Linked DNA regions of Sus scrofa: region 1 is linked to region 2. Evidence: chromatin contacts called from public promoter capture Hi-C data. All regions are on one chromosome and are shown on one strand. The core of a region is the stretch at or near the end of the contact, and the rest is flanking DNA. Distances in the headings are between cores, read along the strand shown. Region 1 holds the start of ABHD3 (phospholipase ABHD3). Region 2 holds the start of ROCK1 (rho-associated protein kinase 1).

Evidence for each region. Promoter capture Hi-C pulls out the DNA fragments that hold promoters and counts their contacts.
Region 1: a promoter capture Hi-C map of liver shows a contact between it and region 2, with 5 times the contacts expected there. The contact joins the promoter of ABHD3 here to the promoter of ROCK1 in region 2. A contact is called at or near these places in 1 of 5 promoter capture datasets (liver) and 2 of 47 Hi-C or Micro-C datasets (heart right ventricle and liver).

The regions. Positions count from the first base shown.
Region 1 is chr6:106,916,286-106,918,985 of Sscrofa11.1, reverse strand. It overlaps ABHD3 (phospholipase ABHD3), which reads left to right and starts at 1,266. Exons shown (of 10, transcript XM_021096170.1): 1 at 1,266-1,286. The coding sequence starts at 1,281. MIB1 (E3 ubiquitin-protein ligase MIB1) reads right to left here and starts at 991. Exons shown (of 21, transcript XM_003356369.4): 1 at 251-991. The coding sequence starts at 479.
Region 2 is chr6:106,313,729-106,316,513 of Sscrofa11.1, reverse strand. ROCK1 (rho-associated protein kinase 1) reads left to right here and starts at 1,516. Exons shown (of 33, transcript XM_005653400.3): 1 at 1,516-2,558. The coding sequence starts at 2,466.

The DNA of each region.
Region 1 (2,700 bases), core at 17-2,516, 600 kb before region 2:
GCTGCTGCCACCGTTTCTCTTGCGAATTGAGTGCAGGGAATTGGGGCGGGGGAGGGGTCTTCTCTGTAAGTTTTTGTTTACCAGGTAAAGAACCTAAAATTCTTTCGACTCATTCTCTTTCCGCTCCAGCCCGGCGCTGAGGGCGAGGCGTTCCAACAGCGGGCCTCTTTCAAGCCTCGCGACGCACTTCTCCCCGGCCTCCCCCTTTCCCCAACGCGCGCAAGCCGGGGGCCAGGTGGCCGCCGCTTACCGGTGGGCGCGCTGTCCAGGATGCGCAGGTCGTAGGCCCCGGAGCAGCGGTAGTTGGCCGCGGTGCCGTTGTCCCACACCACCACCACCTCCTCGGGGCTCTCGAAGCTCCGGACCGTGCCCACATGGCCCTCGCCGCCGTCCTGCTTCCCCCACTTCCAGTCCGGGCCGCGCACTACTCGGGCGCCGACCCCTTCCACCATCACCCGGTTATTCCTGGAGTTACTCATCGGGGCCCCGGCGGTGGGCTCCGCCGCCGCCGCCGCCGCTGCCGCCGGAGGGCCCGTGAGGGAGTTGGGCCCCGGCCGGACTCTCGGCGCCGGCGGGGGCGGCAGCGAGCCCCGGGGAACGTGGGAATAACTCACGGGGGCGGCGGTGCAGTCACCGCCAAGCCCACAGCCGCTCCCCAGCCGTTGCCGCCGCCGCCGCGCCCCCCGCTCGGACTGGAGGCCCGACTGCAGCGGCTCGGAGGCGGCGGCGGCGGCGGCAGGCGGGCAGAGGGGAGGGGGCCGTGGGCGGGGACTCCCCCGCTTCCTCCGGGCTCCCGGGCCGGGCTACAGCGACGGCCGCCAGGAAACCACGCTCTCCCCCGGCCGGGAGCGCAGGGAGCGCGGGGGGCCGGGGGAGGCTAGCCCGGGAGAGACGGCGCGGTCGGCGGAGAGCAAGCCTAACTGCTGGCCTGTTTTCTCCCCCAGGCCCTTGCTCCAGGGTGGACGCCCGAGCGCCGGCGCCGCCTCCTCCCCCGTGGGCAGTGATGGTACCTCCCGGCGTCCGGCTAGCGTCCGGGCCCAGGGGCCCCCTTCTCTCTGCCCCCGCGCACGCCGCCGCGCTCCGCCCCTCCACAGAGTCCCTGCCCGGCGAGAGCGGCTCCACATCCGGGTACTGGAGCACCCAAGGACCGAGCAGCACCTTCTCTGAGAGATTAGGAGGGGACTTCTCAGCAACAGTAGGATGGAAGCGCTTTGGAGATCCGCGCGACTGGGGAGAGAAAGGAGAGGAAAATTGATCCCTAAGCGTCTCGCCACGGCTTTATGAGAGTGCGCATGCGCGCGGCCTGGAAAAAAAGGGGGGGTAGACATCCACCCCAGCTTGAGGCGATGGAGGGGTGGCTCCCCGGAGTAGTCGTGGACCGGTGGTGCGGCGCACCCCATTGGCTGTAAGGGAAGGGGCGGGGCAAGGAACTCCCTCAGGCCGCGGTGGAGGTGGGACTGGAGGAAGTGAGGATCCGGATGCGACCCGGGTTGCTGAAACTGGGTCCCTCTGGTGAGGTCAGGCTTTCCTCAAATTCTTGTGTACCTGGGTGTGCTGGGTGGAAATTTGGGATTACATGTTCTTTTAGTCTTCTTTTTTAATGGGGCGGGGAATAGGACAAATTATGGGCAATCTGTATTTTTGTTTGTGTAAATTGAAAGCATTTCAGACCGCAGTATGTGATTAGGGATGTGTTTTTAAGCTGAGCAGAATGGTGATGAATGATGTGTGTCTTGCTTTTGTGCAGAGTCAGGATGGCAAGTAGACTCCAAACAGCACAAGCTCCTGGGAAAGAGATTTACAAGCACTTTGCCCATTATAACAACTCCCATCCATTAAATAATTCCACCCCCCTCCCATAGCAAAATACAACCCTGAAAGGAAAATAAGTGTACCGTAAGAGCGGATTCTGGCCGCTATTACTTAAATGACTTTGTGTAGGATTTAAAACCACTGGTTCACAGCCCAGCACGGATGCATTGTTAGCATACTGTTGTTTTTCCTGAGAGTCAATTAAGCAAAGAATACAAATATTCAGCAGAAGGAAATATTCAGTTGGAAAGAAAAGGTGTGTAAAATGGAACCCATGAATTATTATATAGTGAAATTAATTAAATGTTCTTAATTTTTCATATTAAATAAAATAGGAAAATACCAGTATGGCGAAACAGGGCTTATTTTGGGTTTTTTGGGGGGGAGGGGGTTTGTCTTTTTAGGGCCACACCTGCGGCATATGGAGGTTTCCAGACTAGGTGTCTAATCAGAACTGTTACCGCCAGCCTACACCAGGGCCACAGCAACGCCAGATCTGAGCCGTGTCTGCAACCTACACCACAGCTCACGGCAATGCCGGATCCTTAACCCACTGAGCGAGGCCAGGGATCGAACCCGAAACCTCATGGTTCCTAGTTGGATTTGTTTCTGCTGTGCCACCACGGGGACTCCAAATAGAGCTTATTTTGGAAACTAAACAGTTAACATGTTTGTTCCAAATAGGCCAGCCAGGAGTTCCCATTGAGGCTCAGCAGGCTAAGAACCCAAATAGTGTCTGTGAAGATATGGGTTCAATCCCTAGTCTTTTTCAGTGGGTTAAGGATCTGGTGTTGCTGCAAGCTGCAGCATAGGTCACAGATGTGGCTCAGATTTGGTGTTGCTGTGTCTGTGACATAGGCCTGCGGCTGCACCTCCAACTCAGCCTCT
Region 2 (2,785 bases), core at 267-2,766:
AATTCCATCTAGGTTTTTTTTTTTTTTGTCTTTTTGCTATTTCTAGGGCCACTTCTGCGGCATATGGAGGTTCCCAGGCTAGGGGTCTAATCGGAGCTGTAGCTGCTGGCCCACACCAGAGCCACAGCAACAAGGGATCCGAGCCTCGTCTGTGACCTACACCACAGCTCACAGCAACGCCGGATCCTTAACCCACTGGGCAAGGTCAGGGAGGGAACCTACAACCTCATGGTTCCTAGTCGGATTCATTAACCACTGAGCCATAATGGGGACTCCCCATCTAGTTGTTTTTGATATGATTCTTGTGAGGACTTCCTATCTTGATTTATACAGTGGATTTTACATCTATTTCTTGTATCTAATGCAATGAAAAGAGAAGAGACATTTTTCAAATAATATAACTTTTCCTAAACCCTGACTCACTTCAGAAAGTTGGTGAACTGTTCAGACGCTGCACAGTGATTTTTACATACAAAGACAATTGGTTCATCTGCAGCATTTTCCAGTGTGGGATAAAACATTTACATTTTTTATTTCTGGCAATACTTCATTTGACCTATGAGCAAAACTAAAGATTGACTACATACGAATTACGGTAGATTTCCTGCTGAAAGCAGTGAGGAACATAACTTTATCAGCAGATTGGGGAACAGTCTCACTCTCTCAGTACAGTCAATGACGCAACTTATTTAAGAGGACATGCCCATTATTTTCACGTTCTACTTTAGTCTGGTAAAATCACAATTCCAAGTTTCACTGAATGTTTTGAAATTGAAACGTCAGGATTACGCATCAATAAGTGAACTACAATGGTGTAGGACAACTAGTAACATTAACTTAAAAATACGGATTTTTCCTACGAGATTATAATTATTATTTGGCTTGTTTTTTAAACTAAACTGAGTTTGATTTCTACTGACTAGATCTTCCGGAGTCAATATTTTAATGCTCCCCTGACACACACGCTCGGTTTAGGAGGGTTATGAACTGCATTGCTTCGTAATTTTCCCATGGAAGCACAGGCGAGTTAAACCATGTGGAGTTCACTCAGTACTACTGAAGACCTGAAACCGGTGGTGCCAAAATGCTGATGCCTGCCGGCGGAAAGGTATTTGCCCTTAAAACAAGAAACAAACGACAACAAAAACAAAAACCCACTTAGCTCCAAAATAACAATAACAAGCACCCTTTCTTTCTTGCCAGAATTCACCCGACGGTTGCAGCCCAAAGGAAGCGGAGCTGAGGCAGCGGCCAGGACGCGACTAGAGGCAGCAAGAGCTCCTCCCCAGCCCGGACTCTCACAGCCGCTTCCTAAGCGCTGCGTGGCTCCCTAGAGCCTGCCGGCGAGAGGGTTACGCTGCCTGCCGCACCCGGTCGGCTCCTCACGGCTGCCAGCCTACCCCGCCCGCCCGCGAAGCCCGGGGTGCGCCACGCCTTCCGTCCGGCCCCGCCCAACCCAGCCCCGCCCGGCCCTGCGGAGGCGCCGGAGTGCGCGCGCGCGCGCGCGCGCGAGGCAGGCCCGGTTCCCCTTCCGAACGTCCGCGCCCCGCATGCGCAGTCTACGCCGGCGGTCTCCGTTTGTTTGAACAGGAAGGCGGACATATTAGTCCCTCACGGCCCCCATCGCCCCACCCCCCAAAGCGTTCGCCGTCGCGACTCGCCCTTTCCCCAGCCGGGGCCGCAGCACCTCCCAGGAGCTCCCCCAGCAGCAGCCGCCGGGACCCGACTCTCATCTCCTTTACCGGCCGCTCTCCAGCCTGTCCTCTCCTAAGTCTCCATCGGGCACCGACCTCGCCCTGCCCCGCCGGACGCCACAGCAGCAGCCCCAGCAGCGCCAGGACAAAATGGGAGAGTGAGGCTATCCCTCGGGGACCAGCTCTTGGCCGGCGCGGGTCGGTGCGTCGGGCCGGGCCAAGTGGTGCCGGGGATGCAGGGCTAGACCGCCTCCAGCGCCTCAGAACGGAGCGGGCCCGGCCGGGGGCCCAGGCGGCGGCGGCGGCGGCAGCTGGCACGGCTCCGCACCCGCCCTTCGCTTTCGCCTTTCCTCCTCTCCCTCCCCTGCTGCCCGGAGGAGTCTCCACCCTGCTTCTCTTTCTCTACCCCCTCCTGCCCATCTCGGGACCGGGAACTCTCCATGGCCAAGGCGGCCGGGGCCCGCTAGGCTGAAGCATTTGCCTGGAGCGACAAGTCTGGTGGCGACGGCGCTGTCGGCTGTCGTGAGGGGCTGCCGGGTGGGATGCTACTTTGGGCATCCGAGCGGCTGTGGGTCGCCGTCGCCCCCGGCCCGGGGTCTGGAGAGCGGAGATCCCCTTAGTGAGGGGGAGGAGGGGGACCGCGCGCACCTGGTGACCCTGGAGTTCCGGCTCCTCCGCCCGGCGGCCGCGAACCCACCGCCGGAGGAAGTTGGCTGAAATTGCTTTCCGCTGCTTGTGCTGGTACGAGGGTATTGTCACAGTAGCAGCAACATGTCGACTGGGGACAGTTTTGAGACTCGGTTTGAAAAAATCGACAACTTGCTGCGGGATCCCAAATCGGAAGTGAATTCAGATTGTTTGCTGGTGAGTAGCCCAGTTCTCTTTTGCTTGTCTGAGGTTCTCTGTTTATTTCCTTCCTCTTGCTTTCAGTCTGGTTATCGGCAAAAGAAAAATTCAGGTGTGGAAAACACCAAAATCTGGTGGTGTTTGTGAAGAATATTGGAGTACCACTAAAATCTCGTGCTGTGGCCCTGTTTATCATTGTACTAACTACTCTCTCAACTTGTAGTTCTGACTCAGTTCATCATTAC